Linked DNA regions of Mus musculus: region 2 is linked to region 1. Evidence: chromatin contacts called from public promoter capture Hi-C data. All regions are on one chromosome and are shown on one strand. The core of a region is the stretch at or near the end of the contact, and the rest is flanking DNA. Distances in the headings are between cores, read along the strand shown. Region 1 overlaps 4930523C07Rik (RIKEN cDNA 4930523C07 gene). Region 2 has its middle 21 kb from the start of Cacybp.

The links. Capture Hi-C pulls out chosen DNA fragments and counts their contacts.
Region 2: a contact with region 1 is called in a promoter capture Hi-C map of adipose tissue. The contact joins two enhancer-like sites. A contact is called at or near these places in 2 of 9 other capture datasets (adipose tissue and liver).

Annotation. Positions count from the first base shown.
Region 1 is chr1:160,058,908-160,063,576 of GRCm38.p6, forward strand. All of the region lies in intron 1 of 4930523C07Rik (RIKEN cDNA 4930523C07 gene), which reads left to right. Among named protein-coding and RNA genes, the nearest start is that of 4930562F07Rik, 17 kb to the right of the region's middle. Within about 2 kb of position 1,799, at least 85 of the 459 cell types and tissues checked have an H3K27ac peak or open chromatin away from gene starts, as enhancers often do. A contact at or near this core is called in adipose tissue, where this site is marked.
Region 2 is chr1:160,230,963-160,236,179 of GRCm38.p6, forward strand. It overlaps a transcript of Rabgap1l not described here. Among named protein-coding and RNA genes, the nearest start is that of Cacybp, 21 kb to the left of the region's middle. Within about 2 kb of position 3,034, at least 110 of the 459 cell types and tissues checked have an H3K27ac peak or open chromatin away from gene starts, as enhancers often do. A contact at or near this core is called in adipose tissue, where this site is marked.

The DNA of each region.
Region 1 (4,669 bases), core at 549-3,048:
CTGCTCACCTGGGTCAGCACTACAAAATATTTCCCTCCCTTGCTGCTCTAAACCAAGCCTCATCCCCAGGAGCCACTCCTGCCTTCTCACAGGAGGAACAGACCCACAGTTCCTGCTGGTCTCCTCTGTCAGATGTTCCTGTGTTCCTCCCATTCCTTCAAGACCCAATGGCATGACAGCTGATCTAACGAGCTATGCTTCTGAGTGCCAAAGAAAGATAAAAATCTAAAGGCTGATACACAGCCTCCAGAAAGGTCACCCTTGTGGCCACACCACAGAACGTCCAGGGATAGTAAGATCTGAGGTCCCTAGCCTCCTGCACCATCTAAAACATCTGGAACAAGTGGTAGGTGAGGAGATGAAGGTAAGGAGGAGTGTGTGAGCCTGTTTTTAATCTATCTTCTGTCTATCTATACCTGCAGTCAATTCTAGTTTATAAATTTCTTGTGGTAAAACATGGACAGTAAAAATAATAAAGTAAAGTAATCATAATATACCAAAATAGTTTAATATATACTATAGTAAGATGGCAAGCATCAAGGACTTCATTATATAAGTCTATTACTAAGTGAATGTTATTTGAACATACTATCACCATACCTAGGCAGTCAATCTTGTAACCCAGGAAGCTACCAAGGGAGTAACATATGGGTAGCATATACAGTGTTCATATCCTGAGTAGTACAACCTGGCCAGTGCAAGCTGTCATGATAATCCTCAGAATGGCATACAGTTTAAATTGTAAATTGTGTATTTCTGGAATTTTCTCACTAATGTTTTTTGATGGCAGGGTATTAGAGCTGAGAAAAGTGGGGCCTTAGGTGAAGGAGGACTCCTGTAACTGTCTTCGCCTTTGGAAAAGGCATTTCGGACATGAGGAGGCATACGTTTGGTATACAGAGTAGATCAGGGAAGGGGTTAAACTGGTAGAGTTAACAAGGAGTCAGCTACATTTGAGACTAAAGAAATGTTACATCTTTGGAAGAAAGGATCCCAGAAAGGTAGGGCAAAAGATGCTTTTTTTTTTTTCAAAAGATGCTTTTCATCTGACACTTGGTGGTATTCAATATCTTAGGTCAATAATATATGTTCATTTGCATTTATCAACTATTACTAAGATGATCAAAAGGAAGAGGTCTCCATGTGCTGTTAGAAACAAAAATTTACACCCATGCAGAGGACAGGTGAGGACACAGCCCCAGGCTATGACCCAAAGCCTGGTGACTCAGAAACATCATCCTATGCTACACATTCCACAGGGATGAGTTGTTATTGAAATGGCAATCTCTCTGCTCATTCCCCCAGATTTGGACATTTTAAGCCTTGACACTGTAATAAGGTAGCATTTGACTTTTAATTGCCTTGAACTTCCGTTAACATTAAATGAAGGGAGGAAATGGGAAGGAAAATAGAACCCTATCTGTACTGCTTTCAAGTCACATAATTGTACATTTTTGCCACACCATTAGTTTCCAGCCTGTAAGCCCTTCCCCCATCACCACAGAGATAAAGAAATCATTCTGTCATTCTGTAAGTGCAGCCGTTTGCAGAACTCTAAATACTCTGGAATTAAGAAGAATTATGTAACTTTTTAATGTAAGGTCTATCTTCTAATTGCCACCTGTGCAGGAGTCCTTGAATCGCGTACATATTTGGTCATCCACTTGCTTTTTCAAAAAGCACTCTTTCCTCCTAAAGGATATGACGTTGGAAGACTTAAGCAGCAGTGGCTGGAGTCGCCCAGGAGCTGAGCTCTCTCCCTTTATTTATGGAACAGAAAACAGCACCATCCCGCCCCTAGCCACTCCTAACTCACAGATGACCTCAGAGGCTTGAGCCTTCCAAAAATAAAACCTCACCTAGCTACTTTACCACACCCACAAAAACTGGCTCCAAACTTTCACCAAAACACTTGTGAATCATAAAAATGAGAGCTGAGTGACTGAGGTCTTTCGCTGTAACCATGACTACAGATTTTTGGAGGACTCAAACAAGGATGTGATCAGATTGGATGTACAGAAAAGTATGAGTGGTACCCGTGTGCACTCATGGACCCTCGACCTTGGAAGCACAGCTCCTGATGACTGGGATTCATAGAGACCTGGGAGGGGGTGCGGGGGGGGGGGAATCCCTACCCTACTTAGGGTTCTAATTCTACATTTAATTCCATCTTTTAAATGCAGTTCCTTAAAATTCCATTTTGTGACATTTAGATTATGGGTCCCTCCCCCTCCCTTGGTGTTCTCTTTCATGTCTTTTTTGTTCTTCACAAGAGTTTTGAGGAATATCCAGGGCAGGTAATAATCTCATTTCTCAGACAAGGGAGAGGCTGGGATTAGATTGAAACCTCACTTTGCCCTTCGGGGCTCCAGAAAGCTTAGCTGATGTTGTCCAGGGTCAAAGACATGAGGACAACTGAACTGGAAGTAGACCTGGTTCCTCTGGCTCCTAGCTTAGCATTCTCTCTACTTTGCCGCGCTACCAGCATTCTGCACAGAGCCTGGGGATATCTCCATATGTGCTAAGTCTTCTGTAAACCTCCCTCAGCTTTATCATTCGACTGATCAACCAGAGACCAAGCACAGCCAATGAGGAGGTGCCTGCTGTAAGACTGGCTGGCCTTTTGTCCTCATCTGTATTTCCCCGCTGCTGTGTGGTTCTCTGTACAGAGATGATAGCAAAGAGAACATGCAGTGTCATTCCTACTCCAGGAATTTTAGAATTCAGGTTGCAGGCTCTAAATGCCTCCAGGGACCAGGTAGTGAACAGGAATAGATGAAACGGGTATCAGAGAGAACTCTGGCCTTTTTAAAGCTCCACAGACTGTGCCTTCATGAGAAATTAGTACAGCTCAATATTAAACTTAGCTAAAAATTGAGGATTTTATATAAGAGAAAAGGAAATGTGATTAGTCATCTTCATATTAAGACGTAAGTGTGCTGGGTACAACTCTTGAAATGCAAGTGGACATTATGCCTATCATGGAGTCTCATGCCTTGGAGAACTGTTGTCTTCTGACATATGTGGTGTTGGATTGAACTTCCCTCCTGCCATGTGTGGTCTTGTTAAAATCCAAGCCCTCAGGAGGTATAGAACATTAGAAAGGCCCTGGCTCAAATCCAGGTCCCCCCTACTGATGTATAGTTTAGGGCTAAAGAGATGGTGCAGAGCTAAAGAGTGCCCCCTTATCTTGAGGAGACAGAACCTAAATTCAGTTCTTAGCACCTACCTCAGGAGGCTCACAGCCACCTGTGACTCCTATTCTAGGGGATCCGATGCCCTCTTCTGGCCTCTGTGGGCACTGCAAGTGCACAGCACATAGAAGAGTAGGCAAACGCACAAATACATGATTAAAAATATCCAACCCCTACCCTGACCCAGAGAGTACATTGTGGTATCATGAGTCTTCTACTAACATGGGTCCCTAAGCAATTGTGTGAAAAAATAGAATTCTTCCTCCTTTCCCTGACTGCAAACTTCATTGCTAGGAACTAGAAAGTGGGAAGCAAATCCTTGCTCTGCAACCATCAATATCCCAAATTCTATTTGCTACTGCATTGTTCCTCGCTTACTCTGTGTTTTTAAGTTTTGAAGACTTCTCGAATAATCTAATGGGTGTTCTGTATCTTCTTTACAGCCAGTTGCACAGTCAAACATTTTATATGAAAATTCTGTATGGTTAGTGGCCGTATATATGCAGTAATTCCTATAACCAAGAGGCTGAGGCATAAGAATCACAGGTTACAACCCAGTCTATGGTACAGAAGAAACTGACTGCCTAGATATTTTCAATTCATACTTAGATATAAAAGGATACATATCTCACTCTTACAAAATAGTTGCATGTGCATGTACGAAATATTGCTTATGTTGTAATTATTCATTTTCTAAATAACTTTGGAAATAAAAGTTAGTGACAATCTGAAAAAAAAGAAAAAAAAAAGAAAGTGTGAACTCTTTAAAAATCACAACATAGCCAGGCAGTGGTGGCGCACGCCTTTAATCCCAGCACTTGGGAGGCAAAGGCAGGCAGATTTCTGAGTTCGAGGACAGCCTGGTCTACAGAGTGAGTTCCAGGACAGCCAGGACTACACAGAGAAACCCTGAGTCGAAAAACCAAAAAGAAATAAATAAAAATAAAATAAAAATCACAACATACATATCATCAGGAGTTTTCCACAGGATGTGGCACATGCAGGAGTTCTCACATATTCCAGGGAATTATTGGGTGGGAACCCATCATCCGAACAAAACAGGCCCAGAAACTGAAGTCCTTGGTCTCCTGAGAATGGTGATCACAGAACAGAGGAGCTACAGACGAACCTTTGCCTTCTGCTGGGATTAGATTGAAACTCATTTTGCCCTTTGGTAGCTCCAAGGCTTTGGACCTATTTCTTAATCTCTGATGGCCTCAGTTCCCTTGATGGAAATAAAAATGATTAACTTGAGTTATTGAATTAAACCTTAATATAAAGGCTTGATAACACATACACAGAAAGATAGGGAGGAGAGAGCTGTACACTTAGTAAGAACTCAACAAATGGTGGCATCTGATTCTACAGATCACCTATTCTCCTGAGGTCCTAAGACATTTGCCAGTGCTCTCTTTGAAGGCTTTGGCCTTCTGAAGTATCTAAGTCAGAAGCTGGGTCAAATGAAAACAAGTAGG
Region 2 (5,217 bases), core at 1,784-4,283, 170 kb after region 1:
ACTTCTACATTTAAAAAATGTATACAAAAATAAATTTAACAAAATTTGTCAAAAGGAAGATATTGTACATTGATTCTTATTGAGAATACCAATCCATTTGGTGTACTGTTATCTTTATTAGTTCTTCAGGAGTCCCATACGGCCTGTTTTGATCATATTCACTGCTCCCATTTCTCCTATTTCTAAGAAACAAGCAATGCCTTTTCTAAAATAAAGAAATGACATAAGGAGTTTTACCCACCAGGGGGCAGCATAAAAATAGCTGGAATACCTTTCCTCGAAAAACATTAAAAACCGGATTCCCGTTCAGTGTTTTTATGGGATTCATAAGTCTGAGAATAAGTGGGTTTCTAATTCTTATGCTTTCTCTTGGGTTCTTTTCCTTCTGTTTGTCTTGTCCAACTCCAATATGACAGTTTTTGTTTTCTCTTATATTTTACTATATTATATTTTATTATGAAAGTAAAAATTCTTTGCTGAATCAATTGTTTTTTCCAGTAGTGCTTGCTGTTGAAGAGACTGTCAGGATAATCCTGCAGAATCCAAATGGAAGCCAGTCTATTAGATCAACAGTCAGATGTGAGGTGCTGAACTTTCTTGAGTGGGTTCCCACCACCCAAGAAGACACAAGACTCAGGGCTTATATAGTCTCTCCTTTCCTACCACCTTGCCTGTGAAGTCCCATGTTAGCTATAGGAGCATAAATATCAGGAAAGACATGCCTGGGGCAGGAAAGAGGACTAAGACTCGCCCTAGTGTCTGAGTGCATTATACAAAGTGCGGAGAGGGGTCTCTGAGGATGGCTTCGGAAGAAATGACATCACGCGTCTTACCTTTACTGCTTCTAGCTCCTCCTTGCTGGCTGCTTGCTGTTTCTCCAGCCTGGTACTTAATTGAGAACATATCTAAAGACAGAGCAGAGTTTCTTTACTAGGAAACAGAATGAATGGTGACTTAACTGTTTATCAGTTCACAGAGCACACTAGCATGTCGGGTCCTAGGAGATGTTTTTGCAAGTGAGCAGCACTGCAAACAGTCATTTCTGAAATGAGGAGAAGGCCTGCAAGCTCCGTGTGGGAAGCCTGACCTAATCAGGAGAGACATTCAGCACAGAAGTGGGTTCTTGCTGTCACCAGCTTTCTGTGGCTAGCAATAATGAATTCAGAGCCTCTCCGCGGAACCACCTATTAAATCTCTATTGAGAGCTACTTCATACTATGAATTCAGTACAAAGAATTATAAACTAGCAACAATTCCCGCTGGGCCATAGAATTTCTCTTTTCAATCACAAAAGTTTCCTTAAGTATCATAGTGAATAAAGTGCTTCAGTTCCTTCATGACTAAGCAGTGCTAGGCTACAGTAATCAAATGAACACAATAGGTGTGCAGGGTGCAGAACTGAACAGCACCTGGCCAGTAGGAAACACATGTTTAATAAAAACCTATTTAATGATTGATTCTGACATAAGGTGTTGGTAAGTACTGAAACAAGTCAAAAGAAATGCTTTCTGGGGTGAAAATATTTAAAAAGTAGAATGTTAAATCTATTGTCTGAAATAAGAATCTTTTCTTTTACAAAAATGAATGAAAATAAATCTTAAACATATGAAACAAAATAGACACATGAATGAAAAGTAAGAGTTGTCAAATTTCAAAGTATACACTGGACTCGTGACATGTATAACCCACCTAGATTTATTTATTTTATGTATGTGCACATTTGCCTGGGTGTATGTGTGTGCCACATGTGTGCCTGGTGTCCACAGAACTAAAAAAAAAAAAAAAAAAAGCATTGGATCCCAGAGAGCTGGATCACAGATGTCTGTGAGCCACCATGTGGGCACTGGCAAGAGAACCCGGGTCTTTTTTGTAAGAGCAACAACTATTTCTAACTGACGAGCCTTCTCTCTAGCCCTGCCAAAAAAAAATAAAAAATAAAATAAAAACTTGTAGTTAATATATCAAAGAAATTAAGGGCTGCAGAGATGTTCAGTCCATAGTAGGGATTGCTGAGCAAGCGTCAAGGACCTGAGTTCAAAGCCTATGTTCAAAGCCTAGTGTGGCTGTGCACCTGGAATACACTGGCCACCTATTGCAAAATGTGTCAATTAAAATGTATTTGTCAGAAGAACGAAGACCAAAGTGTGGACACTTTACCCTTTCTTAGAAATGGGAACAAAACACCCATGGAAGGAGTTACAGAGACAAAATTTGGAGCTGTGATGAAAGGATGGACCATCTAGTGATTGCCATATGCAGGGATCCATCCCATAATCAGCTTCCAAATGCTGACACCATTGCATACACTAGCAAGATTTTGCTGAAAGGACCCAGATATAACTTGCTTTTGTGAGACTATGCCGGGGCCTAGCAAACACAGAAGTGGATGATCACAGTCAGCTACTGGATGGGTCACACGGCCTCCAATGCAGGAGCTAGAGAAATTACCCAGGGAGCTAAAGGGAACTGAAACCCTATAGGTGGAACAACAATATGAACTAACCAGTACCCGGGAACTCTTGTCTTTAGCTGCATATGTATCAAAAGATGGCCTCGTCGGCCATCACTGCAAAGAGAGGCCCATTGGACTTGCAAACTTTATATGCCCCAGTACAGGGGAACGCCAGGGCCAAAAAGGGGGAGTGGGTGGGTAGGGGATGGGGGGGTATGGGGGACCTTTGGGATAGCATTGAAAATGTAAACGAGGAAAATACCTAATAAAAAAATAAATTAAAAAAATGTATTTGCATGTAATGACAGGTTACAAGGGCTCACAGTCTTTATGTTCCCTGAGCTGATTTCCATCTAATTACCCCACAAACATCTCAGAATTAGTTTTGCCCTTTCTAGCAAAACCAACCAACCAACCCAAAGCAAACCCCATGTCTCTTCTGTTTTAACTATTACTATTTTGGCTTTAGAATCTACTTCTTCTCATTTTTAGTCTGATCTGTGTTCCTGTCTGGGGACCTCTGCCACTGGCTCCATATTCCTCACAACATCTAAACAGTGCCAATAGCACATCCACCAGCAGCTACTTCTACTCAAAACATCCTGTTTCAAACACAATATAAACCCCAACTCTTCAGCCCAGGACAGCCTGGGCCCCTGGGGGTTTTTGTTTCACTTCTGCATTTGAATCTCTTGCCAAATGAAATACTTTTCTGCTCACTCATCCCTCTTTCCACCATTTTCCATCTGGCTTTCCTCCAAATCCACACTCTGCCTTGCCCAGCCTTCAAAGTACAAGTCAAACCATAACATGTTCCTAGAAGGTTTCCTGCACTTGCTCTGGGAGCACACACACTGACAGACAAGGGATACTTCCTGGGTCCCTTGTAAAAGTATCTTTTATTCTGCTGAAATAACTGTCTCAGAGGCTTACTGCTTCAGTCTGCTAATTAGGGCCTATCCTGAAAGCTTCTAGCCTCTAAGCAATCTAATCTAGGTTTAGAATGTTTCAGCCTTGGATACTTACTGCTAAATAAGCTCACCCTTTCCTACTTCTTTCTGAACTCTGGCCGGTTGGTTCAACTCTGGCTTAAACTCCTCTCCAAGCTGACTGATTCAATCTCCCTCCTCCCCCTCTGCTTCTCCTGAATGAATCGCTCTGCTTGGTCTCAAACTAACATTAGCAATCTGTTCTAATCTTTTGGCTTCTCCTGTCTTCATGTGTGTCTCTTCAATTGTCTCTAAAACTCTCCCTGTAAAATTACCTCCTACTGTCCTTTCTCTCTCTGGACTGCTCTTTTACATAGCTTCCCTTTCCTCTCCCTCCTGAGAGCTGGGCATAGCCTATTCTGTCAAATCTTTCTCTGATTTGTCACTTTGTCTGCCACTCAACTAGAGATCATTTTTCAAACATGGGTGCTTCCTTCTACAAACTAACTTTATCATCACTGTTTGGGATTAAAGGTGTATGCTAAGGGCTGAGCCACACCACAACTAAAAACAGTGGTTTTTTTTTTTTTTCCAATAAGTAACACAATCACAGGTTCACAGTGTAATGAAATATTCTGCAATAGTTCCTTATGTCTATGTACAGGAATTACCCCCTCTCCATCCTAAAAGCAGCTAGAGGGTGGTGTGAAAGCAAGCATTTCTAATGCTAGCACTAGAGAGCTGAGGCAGAATTAAGGGTTTCAGGCGCCTCAAAACAACAACAAAAATATTTTTAAAAACACAACAAAAAATACTTTCTAGAGGAGAAAAAGTAGACCAATTCATTTTATGATTCCCATGAAGTATCAATCAAGCTTCACCACCAGAAAGCATTAAATAAACACAATGCTATCACAAAAGGTGGAAGGCAGCTCTGAAACCTCATTTTGAATACACACTGAATGAACAGGAGGGATATTTACACACACATACACACATCATGTATGTATGTATGTACACGTGTGTGTATGTACACATGTGTGTATTGTGTATGTGCATATGCATGTATGTGTATGCATGTCTATGTAAATATGTGTATATTTATGTGTGTTACATTTATACATTTATTACCATGGATCTACAGCCTCAGCCTTGAGATAGTTTTATGAAAAGATGTTCCTAATGTATAAATGGACTAAGACCTTCCTAAAAAAAAATAGAAATTACACAATTTATCCCTTTTAAATTTTATTTATATAGTATTTGTTTATATAACGATGTAAACACAATACAATCCTTATCTCTAGTTAGTATAATTAAGGGAGGTTTGTTTTATATTTTTCTGCATGTAACCAATTTTTTACAAAACATTTCACTTGTATGCATAAAAACACTTTATAAAACATGCACATGTGAGATGCCAATGTCCTTTCTACGCTGATGTTGATGTTCCAAGGAAACTCTCTGATCAGAAAATAGCACATAGCACTGTCAATTCTGAAAGCCTAGAACATAAATAAGTATTCCACTCAGAGTCTTCTTAGGATGAGGGGTCCTTGCCATCTCCAGCTACCAACAAGAAGGACACGAAGACAGAGGACAGAGCAGGACCTGGAGTGAAGGCTTTCTAGGACCACCCTGCTGATGGAGCTAGGAACACCTTCAGGTGCAGACAGCTCTCTAGTAAAGAAGCATTCTAAAGTCCACAGACAGCCAGGCGTGGTGGCGCACGCCTTTAATCCCAGCACTCGGGAGGCAGAGGCAGGCGGATTTCTGTGTTTGAGGCCAGCCTGGTCTACAGAGTGAGTTCCAGGACAGCCAGGGCTACACAGAGAA